Linked DNA regions of Mus musculus: regions 2 and 3 are each linked to region 1. Evidence: chromatin contacts called from public HiChIP or PLAC-seq and Micro-C data. All regions are on one chromosome and are shown on one strand. The core of a region is the stretch at or near the end of the contact, and the rest is flanking DNA. Distances in the headings are between cores, read along the strand shown. Region 1 holds the start of Lrrc10 (leucine rich repeat containing 10). Region 2 has its middle 12 kb from the start of Gm32141. Region 3 overlaps Cpsf6 (cleavage and polyadenylation specific factor 6).

Region 1 (3,508 bases), core at 725-3,224:
GTACTCTAACACAGTAATATAAGGAGCTCTATACTATAACAGGGTAATACAAAGAGATCTATACTATAACAGGGTAATACAAAGAGATCTATACTATAACAAGGTAATATAAGGAGGAGCTCTATAGTCTAACACAATACTATAAGGAGGAGACTCATAACTTGGTCAATTCACTTTTCGCCTACCCAGATTCCATGGGGTGCTGAATGGGACACTGGGGCTGTGAGGAGGGAAGCGTCTGTCCCAGAGTTTACTCGGCATCCGGGATGACCCAAAGTGCTGCCAGTTTCAGCATGTGATTTGCACATACTTTGCTGACTTGTAAAGTCACCCCAGGTGACATTATTTGGCCAGTGAGTGGGGAAGACTCTGGAGGAGGGGGAGGAGCCTGTTTCCTGCTGTACAGCACAGAGCCACATCTGGGAGACAGTAAGCACTTCTGCATCCATTTCCAGTAGACAGATTTTTAAATTAATAGTTACCTTTATTTGTGTGTGTGTGTGTGTGTGTGTGTGTGTGTGTGTGTGTGTGTGTGTGTGTGCTTGCTCAGGGGTGGAGCTTCCCGCTCAATCGTTCTGCCACGCCCACTGGTGGAACGTGCCGCTTTGCTGTTTGGAGTCACACACGTGGTCACCCTGCTACTGAACTCCGAGATTATTTGGCGGGAATCGGGCCCCCTCCCCCTTCCTTCATAACTGAGTGTCGGAACAGTAAAATTGAGCTTTGATCAGAATGCCTGTCTTAGCTGCATCATTTTCTCTCGCCGCCTAGCCCCTCTTCTCTTCCAGGTTTCCAGAATGCCTTTCCAAGCTAGAACCCAGGCTATGATCTGCTGGCCGGACACAACATGCAAGATCCCACAGAGGCCAGAAGACAATGTTGGATCATCACCCCACACCTCACATCCAAAGCTGCCGTTAAAGACAGTTGTAAGCTATCAGATACAAGGGCTGGCTGGCGTGGATATGGCGTGGATATGAGGGCTGGCGTGGAACCTGGGTCCTCTCAAAGGGCAGCACGCGCTCTCCACCTTTGAGCCATCTCTCCAGCCCCCAGCAGCCAGACCTTGGAGGCCCTCGTTCTTGGAACGGTCTGGCTCATCGTTGCTTTTCTCAACTGGACGCGATTATGGACGAGAAGTACAGAGCTTTAATGGCCATTTAAATGGGTCTGGAAAGTGTTCCCACCTCTGGAAAGTGCCCCCCCCCCGGGTGCATTACATTCTAATGAATTAATTAATAATTACATTCTAATTAATCTATGCTTTTGAAGGCTAGTCAGCCTTCCTTCTTGTCCTTTGTCAAAGAGAGGATTTGTGTGTGTGTGTGTTCGTTTTGGCAGAAATGGAGACGGACCCCAGGGCTTCAATTCTGCCATACGAGCACCCTACCACTGAACTCCACTTCCAGCTCAAATGTACCCTTTTACAGTGTGGCAAGACGCTAGCTGGACACAAAGCAAGACTGTACAAATCAGAAGCCATTGCTTCTGATTACATATTGGTTAAGGCTTGTTGGAACTGGAGAAAATCTGTAAAGGATGTAGGCCTTTGGCAACACTTTGAAGGATGCATCCTGGAAAACTTAGCAGCGGGTTGTTGTTGTTTTGTGCCCCACTCAGGATTGAAGCAGGGCCTTGTTCGGGTTAGGTGAGTTGTAACACAAAGGAGATGACTATGCATTCAAATATTTACAGTTTTACCTACATAGTACAAATATAGGTGTTTTTCATTTTTACTTCTCCACCTTTGTCACAGTATTTTTTCAATTTGGGGGGGGGGGGCGGGAGATCAGGAGAGAGTAGATAAGAGATCAGGGCTTAAGTGATTAAAGACAAATATGTGAGTTGGACAGGACGTCCCAGACCCTGCCTGTCCGGCCTGTCACCAGACACTCAAGCTGCTATCAGGAGCACTTTATTCTGTCAAAGTGACTGGCTTTTGTCACCGAATTCCGGGTTATAAAGAGAGGGTAGAAGGGTTCCCGAGCAGTGAGCACAGCCAGCCCACTCCCTGACAGAGTTGGTGGGCAGGGGCTCGCCTTGCAGCCCGTTTCACATGGGAAACACCATCCGGGCCTTCGTGGCTTTCATCCCCACCGACCGCTGCCAGAGTTATGTGGTGGGAGACCTCCGGGAGATGCCCCTGGACAGGATGGTGGATCTGAGCGGGAGCCAGCTGCGTCGCTTCCCACTGCACGTGTGCTCCTTCACGGAGCTGGTGAAGCTCTACCTCAGCGACAACCACCTTCACAGCCTGCCTCCCGACCTGGCACAGCTGCAGAACCTGCAGATCCTGGCCTTGGATTTCAACAACTTCAAAGCTCTCCCCCGGGTGGTGTGTACCTTGAAACAGCTCTGCATCCTCTACCTGGGCAATAACAAACTCTGTGACCTCCCGGATGAGCTCAGCCTGCTCCAGAACCTACGGACCCTGTGGCTCGAATCCAACTGCCTCACCCGGCTGCCCGATGTGGTGTGTGAGCTGAGTCTCCTTAAAACCCTGCATGCCGGTTCCAACGCCCTACGTCTGCTACCCGGCCAGCTCCGGCGCCTGCGCGAGCTCAGGACCATCTGGCTCTCCGGCAATCAGCTAGCTGACTTCCCCTCGGTACTGCTTCGCATGCCCTTTCTGGAGGTGATCGACGTGGATCGGAACAGTATCCGCTACTTCCCCAGCCTGGCCCACTTGACAAATCTGAAGCTGGTCATCTATGACCACAATCCTTGCAGAAATGCCCCCAAGGTGGGCAAAGGGGTTCGCCGTGTTGGGAGATGGGCAGAGGAGACACCAGAGCCTGACCCCAGAAAAGCTAGGCGGTACGCACTGGCCAAGGAAGAGAATCAAGAGCCACCTCCTCCCCTTCTTCCTTCCAGCTCTTGAACAGCTGAGGTTGAAGGCCAATTCAAAGGTTACCCCACTGCTCCGAAGGCATCTCATTAGAGCGGAAGGGATGGTCCTGGCTCATCCCAGGGCTGATGGAGAGAAAGCCAGGTGAGATGCTGTAAAGGAATAGGGCGAAGAAAACATTTCCAGCCCCCAGCACCTCTTCCTAGGGGGAAGGTGTGTGCTGTTGCTGGCCTGGAATCCAGGGTGACTGTCACTCCTGTGCCAGAAGCAGTTCCTTCACACGAGCTATTTTGAAACACCAAAGAACAAGACCAGCCACAGCACTCTTCCACCACGCAGGAGTAGCTGGTCACAAGGCTGGTGAGTGCTTCAAAGACTGTATTTGTTAAAATAAAGAAAACAACGCCACCAGCTGCTCAGTGGCCTGTCTCTAGCTCTCTCTAGCTCTCATGCCTCTTTCCTTCCCGAGAACTTCTGCATAGTACCAATGTACTGCTGTTACTAATTTGGTTCCTGAAAGGGACAACTCTACCCAATCAGTCTTGATTCGAAGGAAAATAAAAAAAACAAAGCTGTGGTCACACAGCCTGAGCCCCTCCCCCCCCCCCCCCCCCCCCCCCCCCCGCACTTTAGCCCCTGCTGTAAATGCCACAAAGAAGT
Region 2 (3,508 bases), core at 678-3,177, 390 kb after region 1:
AAAATCTTTTTTGGTCTTTAATCCTAGCACTTGGAAGGCAGAGGCAGATGGATCTCTGTGAGTTCAAGGCCAGCCTGGGCTACATGGTGACTTCCAGGACTACATAGAAAGCCCCTGTCTCAACACAAAACCAAAGCCAAAAATCAACACAACACAACACAACACAACACAACACAAACACCAAGACTGGATACAGTACATAAATAAGGAGTAATGGAATTGTTTATGGCATCATGATTGTTGGCGTAGAACCTAAGGGGGTGGGGGGTTTGGAGGACTGCTGTCCTCACAGCAACCTCATCAACGGGATTTTATACAATCTATATTCATTTATTATTTAAAAATAGCTTATTAAAAAATCCTGCTCTATAATATACTGCCCCATAAACGCTGCTCAACGGAAACCTCAGGCTAGCGGTTGGCAGGTGCATTCTCGTTGCCCTTTTTTGTTTAGCCAATGTTGCAGAAATGTACTACTTGGGGGTGAGGGTGGGGAGAGTCAGCTTTGGTGAAGACAGAACCTTGTTTGCATATGGTGCTGGCAGCACCGCCCAAGGACAGCTTGAGGAGACCTAGGCTCCCCCCTGTGCCAGAGTCCCTCGGTCTTGCTACTGAGTTCGCTCCCTTAGGCATTCGCCTCCTGGAACTCCAGACGAGTTCTTGGTCATCTTTTGCCATGATTTTACCAATCCTCAGAGCAGCAAAGGTATTTCTTAGAAAGTCCCAGGTAACGGGTGACCTGAACCTGGAGCCAATAACTTGAAGAGGTTCCTAATGTGTCCAGCCCTGTTCCAGGCAACCTGCGTGTATTTCTTCATCTAATTCGTCCAATAGTGCCATGAAGTAGGTCCTTGCTAGTGTTAATTCAGCACTGAAGAAACCAAGCAAGGCTGGGGTGAGGGGTTGGGGTTGGGGTTGGGGGAGCTGGCAGAGTGCTTGCTAAATTTGTGCAAAGTCCACAGCTCAATTCCCTATTCTCCAGAAAGCAGGTATGGTCGCACGTGCCGGTAATCCCAGCACGCAGGAGGATCCGAAGATCCAGGCCATCCTCAGCTATATAGAAAGTCCAAGGCCAGCCTGGGGTACTTGAGACCCTGGCTCAACACAGATGAGTAAGTTAATTAATAATAAAAAAGTTTAAAGAAAATAAAAGAAATCAAAATGCAGAATGTTCAAGTAGCTTGTATGTGCTATCAGACAAGAATTTCAACAAGCTGTCTAAATCGAGGGATCCTTTAAACTAATATTTAAGAATAGCCCATACAGTGTGTTCAGACGCCTCTTATCTGTTTAAAGAGCCGGCTCAAACCAGCCTGGAGACAGAATATTTTCAAACGTGAACCATCTGGTTGTTACAAGTCAAACCACAGGAAGCCTGCATTAGAGTTGGCTCTCCGGTTGACTGTGCCCAGCCTCTCTCTCTCTGGTTTCCGCTTCTCTTTGAGTGTTGACTTCATTCTCTCAAATAATGGCGGTGCTTCAGACTTGTTTTCAGTGTGCTTATTAAAGAGTACCCTCAGGATCAGCTGCAAGACTGGGCAGAAGAGGAAGTCAAGCCACGATGCTCTCAACCAGGGTCAGCTCAGTAAGAGCTTCAGAATTCTGCGCTAACAAAGAGACAGAGTAAATAAAAATGACCCGAAGGCCTTCCCGTGGCCCGGAATCTGACCTCAGCAGTGACAGTATATGACTTTGTTGATTGTGCTGACCTCTATCATTGAAATGTCCCGAGGGACTGAAGAGCACGCATACCAATGAGAGAAAAATGTCACTGCGACGAGGGCCGGAATCTTGCGACTCCATCAGGGAGAATTCTCCCTTTCATGGTGGCTCCCAGATCTCGTTTAGCCTGTAAGCTAACAAGAAGAAGAGGCGGTCAACGCACACGTGGTGGCCATCACGACAAACGGGATGACCTAAGAGACAAACGATTAGACGGCAGCGCCACCGTGTGGTAGTCCACGTCCTCACCGCAAGCTGAGGTCGGAAGAGGGTGTCTCTGTGATCAGGAAACGTGCAGTTTTTGTGACATACAAGCAAAGGGGAAGGGCAGGTCCGCGTCCCCACACTGGATTCATATTTTCTGGATTTGTTGATGCCCTCCCCCAGTTCTGATCTTGCTGGCCTCTGTACTGCCTGCCTTACCTATCTGAACTGACCGTGTACCTGTGAGCATCCAGTGTAATATGTTTATTCCACACAGATTAATTTCAAGTCCTCGGGGCAGTTTTCCGTCTGCTCTGTGCATAGTGCACAAGGCTAATACAGTTACAAGAGCCCAGAATGTGGCGCCGGCCCAGCTCTCTGGTGATGCTGCTGCACGCACACACGCGGCACTATGCTGACACCTTCCTTTTCTAGATCTCTTGAATAATCCACGTTGTTCTGCTCTGCATCGGCCTCCTTTAGATACTCCAGGAACTGCTAAACACTCGCTTCTCTCTGAGGACACGTCTAGTTCTTGAGCTCCTTGCTTCAGTTTAAAATTGAACTACCTGGCTCACCCACTCTGCGTTTTCACAAGATGCCTGGTTACCTACCATTTAGTCCAGGTTCTGCCGTTAGGGGTCCCACGCTCTGTTTAGCCTTTGAGCGGCAGGTCTAACACTGGATCAAATCTCCTTGCTGTGGCTGGCCTTTGGCCATCTGTCCCAGAAGGGCAAGCCTTGTTCTCCCAAACTCCCTCTGTCCTCTCTGGATTCTTCCGTATCGCCAGCATCTCAAGTAGAAGAACCCAAACTCTTGCTGAAGCAAACCTCCACCCATTCCAGAACAAAGCCAGGGCGGTCCTCAAGCCAGCCAGGTTTCCCCGGCTATGGGCATCTGTTTTCCATGGCATGGTGGCTGCACCAAGAATGAGGTCCTCTCTCCGTTAAAGGGCACACCCTTCAGAGAGGACCTGGAGCACAGGACTCTCCTGTGTCAACAGCAAGTGTCTGGGATGTGATGCACTCAGTCAGCACTTTGGTCCATTGTTGAGTAGACAGAGCACTTCCGGGGAACATCGTGGAGGGATAGGGGACAATTACACTGAGAGCATTAATGCATTCAAGTTTTACAGTAGGGTTGTTACTTCTATCCACAGGTTTCTAAGCATATCTCTCTGTGTGTGTGTGTGTGTGTGTGTGTGTGTGTGTGTGTGTGTGTGTGTGTGTGTGTGTAAATGTATGCATTCCACGGCAATTGTCTATTGAGTTTGCTCCTGGATTACCTGACTCCTCTCATCACCTCCAGGTCTAATTCTTAGCAACACGAGGACGATATTGCGCCACCTACTGTCCAAATGTGTCCTGCCCTTTCTGCTTCAAATTCTCCTCTCATTAGACCTAAAATAGCGCCCTCGTCCCCACTCCCAGCCCCCTCTGGCTGCCTCTCACGGTTGGGTTTGTAATTTCCACTTGGCCTTTACATTTCCATCCAGCCCCGTGGGCAGCCATCTCTAAGCCTGGTGTCCAGCTGAGCTGGCTTTTATGCGCTCACAGCAGCCCTTCCAGGTGCCCACGGTGGT
Region 3 (3,508 bases), core at 507-3,006, 300 kb after region 1:
TAAGAAAACGAAATAGTACTTGAGCTGCTTGCTATGCACTGACTTAAATACAAAGCATCTCACAAAATCTATGTAGAGAATAGGAACTCAAAATTTGAGGAAGTGAACATTTATAAACATATTCCTAATTACAGTTCAATTATCAATATAACGTAAAAATTGTGACAGTAGGGCTTAGCATGATAGGGATGGACAAGTAACTAAATTGGGAATCCCGGAGCATTTTCTTTTCTTTTTCTTTTTTTTTTTTTTTTTTTTTGGTTTTTCAAGACAGGGTTTCTCTGTGTAGTCCTGGCTGCTCCTGGAACTCACTCTGTAGACCAGGCTGGCCTTGAACTCAGAAATCCGCCTGCCTCTGCCTCCTGAGTGCTGGGATTAAAGGCGTGCGCCACCACGCCTGGCCCGGAGCATTTTCTAACTTCCATTCTGCCCATCAGAGCTTCCTCTGTAAAGTGTGATGAAAAATGACCCCATTCTTTAACACACACCCTCACACAGGGAGTGAATGGGTAAGCTATAATGTTGTGGCTAGGCTGATAAGCAGCAAACTGCAAAGTCAAGTTGACAGCCTTTGTCCACAGCTTTATTCATCTACCTCCCCCCCCTCCGAAATAGATGCATGTAAATGAACTGCCACAAGTAAAATGGAGCCTAAAACTCAATACCTGCCAAGCTTTGATAATTACTTCGCCTAAATACAAACCGCACCTACACAAAATATTCTCAATTTCTAGTTCAAAGTAGGTGGATCACTAAATACGAATATCATAAACTTCCTACCACCTAAGTACAAACCTATAAGCTTTTATGTATTTATTCTCCTTTGAAAATAATTTTTCTGTTTCTGCCCAAAAAAGTAGTACTTCATACAACTGATCTCAGTGAGTAGCTTGTTTGCGTCCTCACACCGCTGTCACCACTGGTCCAAATTCTTACAAACTTAGTTTGATCTCCATTTTAACTGTAACTAAAGATTACTTAACCCCAGTTCTCAACTTCAAAATTAAAATGGACAGCAAAAATACCAAGTGCACCCTTTAAATGTCATCTAATGGGCTCCATCGGCACTGTCAGACACAACATCATACAAGCTTCTCATTTTTCACTGTATGCCACCTCATTTACTTTTTCTCTCTTCCTTGTATTCCATCTCCTGACTAAGTTGTAAACTTCACTGTCCTACCTACCTCATCTTTCCCAATTGAATCTGTAAAGATGCTTTGAAATGCTAACTGAATTGTGGCCCGTGTATGCATGTTCTTCAATACCTGCTCCAGGCAAACAAGCATTCTTTAAATTCCTACCTAGCACACTGAATCACAGGCTTTTTTTTCTTTCTCCAAAAGGTGGTGCTTCCCCTTTATCAGGCCCCACTCTTCAGATTTCAGTGTGATGTTCAGGAAAAAGCTAAAGCTCTCTATAACTGAGTGTGGGGTCTTTCCTCCCACTAAGTGTAGGGTCTAACTGGGTAAACGCAGCACTAGCTAAAAAAGTCTGACAACATAATTACTAAAGCCCAAGTCAGAAACAGAATACAGTGGCACACATTTTAAATCTCAGCACTCATACTGAGATTTGGAGTCCAGATAGATTCCCCAACTGATCACAGCCTGCTAGGCTGGGGTGCGCCAGTACAGCAGAAACAAGGGGCTGTATCTCAAAGTGGGAAGCAAGAGGTAACCCTGTATGCTGTACTCTGATCTGACAGGCAAGTACCTGCATGACAACACAGACACATAAACAGGGCTAACTGGTAACTTACTTAGGCTAGCCTCCAACTAGATTCACTCCTTCCACTTCCAAGTGCTGACAATTACAGGCACATAGTAGCACAGCCAACTGACTTTATGGACTTTTGAAACTATTTATCTTTCATCCTGCATACCTGATCAGAATCAATGTGCATACACAAATTCCTAAGCACCGCTAATGAACGATAAAGTTGAAAAGGCCCACAAAGTAGCTATTTCGTAATCATGGTTAGGAAACCCAAGCAGGAAGACTAGGAAAATCGGCTTAAATCCCTTGTTTAGCAGAAATGGCTTTGCCTGGGTTGGAGCTGTAATCCACTTGGTAGAGTGCTTGACTATCATGCAGGAGGCCTTGGTTTCAGTCCCTAGCACTGCAGAAAATGACAACGGCACCATGACTGTTATGAAGCACTTAAACACGGTAGAAGGATCCCAAATTCAATGCCATCCTCAGCTATAGCCTAAGTCTGAGGCAATCCTGGCTGTGGCAGATTCCCTTTTTAGTCTGATGTATTCTTTTAAGATATTCCCACTAACTTTACACAGTTCCATGAAGGCTATAGATACAGAGCCTCAAATTATTCCAATGAATGCAACTTTAAAATGCATAAAGATAGCTGAAGAGATGGCTCAACGGTTAAGAGCACTGACTGCATTTCCTGAGGTCTGGAGTTCAATCTATTCCCAGCAACCACATGGTTGCTCACAACCACCTTTAAAGGGATCCAATGTCCTCTTCTGGTATGCCAGAAGGCAGGCAGCTACAGTGTACTCATATGCATAAAGTAAATAAATAATTTATTTTTAAAACTGCATAAACAGTAACAACAAACCTAACAATGCTACACAAACACTGGAGGTAACATGCATTATTTTAACCTAAATTACTTAGCACTGTTACTGAGAAATTAGTAGAAATTGTTTACAACTTCAACTATTATATATCCGTATTTCTTTCTTTTTTTAGTACTCTAATATACCCCAAAATGGCCTGAATCTCATCAGATGGGGATAAATCTGAACTCCTGATCCCAGTGCTAGGATGTGCCCTACTGCAGCAGGTCTATTACGGTGCTGTGTATCAAACCCAGACTTCCAGCATTGTATGCAAATACTCCACACAACTGAGTTATATCTCCAGCCCCAATGGATCAAATATTTGAAGAACTAATCTGATATTTAAAAGTATGTCCTATAATGTTCCCAGGTTAACTGGTAACTATAGCTATGATCCAAATACGTTTTTAATTCTAAAGGACTAGTGAGGTTCATAATCTCAGGATGAGGTGATTATAATTCTACCCAGATGTCTCAGCAAGTGAAGGTAATGCCACCTAACCCGTCACGTTGTCCTCCCATCTCCACACTTGGACCACGGCTGGCACACACATGCGTACACGCACACAAATGGATTTAATTCAAACTTTTAAAATATGCCACGAGAAAATAACCACTCTCAGAAATGTTGTCTTACACAAAACAGAAATGAAAGGCTAATCTCTATTAATATTGCATTTTCCCAATAGATATTTTTCAAGGTTAAATGAAATAGTTAAGCCAAAATTATAAGTCAAACAAAAAGAACAAACTGCAAAGTATTACCAAAACTTTGTTTTTATTTTCAATACAAGATAAATACCATGCTTGTTACTAGCGCAGTTTTAGGCCAACAATGGCCATATAGAAAACTGCTGAACAGTCACCTAAATGCTAAAGAAAGAAAAGACAAAGTAAACATTAAACACAAAATTGCAAGT

Evidence for each region. Hi-C and Micro-C count contacts between places; a contact is called where the count stands out from the background. HiChIP or PLAC-seq counts read pairs in DNA pulled down with a chosen protein or histone mark.
Region 2: a contact with region 1 is called in an H3K27ac HiChIP or PLAC-seq map of microglia, with 4 times the contacts expected there. The contact joins the enhancer-like site here to the promoter of Lrrc10 in region 1. A contact is called at or near these places in 2 of 484 Hi-C or Micro-C datasets (B cells and cortical neurons), 1 of 115 datasets of contacts at active chromatin or transcription factors (microglia) and 2 of 9 other capture datasets (embryonic stem cells and liver).
Region 3: a contact with region 1 is called in a Micro-C map of embryonic stem cells, with 3 times the contacts expected there. The contact joins the enhancer-like site here to the promoter of Lrrc10 in region 1. A contact is called at or near these places in 5 of 39 promoter capture datasets (the C10 cell line, embryonic stem cells, liver and 1 more), 29 of 484 Hi-C or Micro-C datasets (the G1E-ER4 cell line, LSK cells, Th1 cells and 15 more), 3 of 115 datasets of contacts at active chromatin or transcription factors (embryonic stem cells and epiblast stem cells) and 2 of 9 other capture datasets (adipose tissue and embryonic stem cells).

Annotation. Positions count from the first base shown.
Region 1 is chr10:117,043,367-117,046,874 of GRCm38.p6, forward strand. Lrrc10 (leucine rich repeat containing 10) reads left to right here and starts at 1,975. Exons shown (of 1, transcript NM_146242.2): 1 at 1,975-3,402. The coding sequence starts at 2,057. The coding sequence ends at 2,881. It overlaps Gm10747 (a long non-coding RNA gene), which reads left to right. Exons shown (of 3, transcript XR_872056.2): 2 at 190-429; 3 at 772-1,319.
Region 2 is chr10:117,433,639-117,437,146 of GRCm38.p6, forward strand. No RefSeq gene overlaps it. Among named protein-coding and RNA genes, the nearest start is that of Gm32141, 12 kb to the right of the region's middle. Within about 2 kb of position 1,928, at least 152 of the 459 cell types and tissues checked have an H3K27ac peak or open chromatin away from gene starts, as enhancers often do. A contact at or near this core is called in B cells, cortical neurons, liver and 1 more, where this site is marked.
Region 3 is chr10:117,341,320-117,344,827 of GRCm38.p6, forward strand. Cpsf6 (cleavage and polyadenylation specific factor 6) reads right to left here. Exons shown (of 10, transcript NM_001013391.2): 10 at 3,349-3,508. Among named protein-coding and RNA genes, the nearest start is that of Cpsf6, 34 kb to the right of the region's middle. Within about 2 kb of position 1,757, at least 24 of the 459 cell types and tissues checked have an H3K27ac peak or open chromatin away from gene starts, as enhancers often do. A contact at or near this core is called in embryonic stem cells, epiblast stem cells, liver and 1 more, where this site is marked.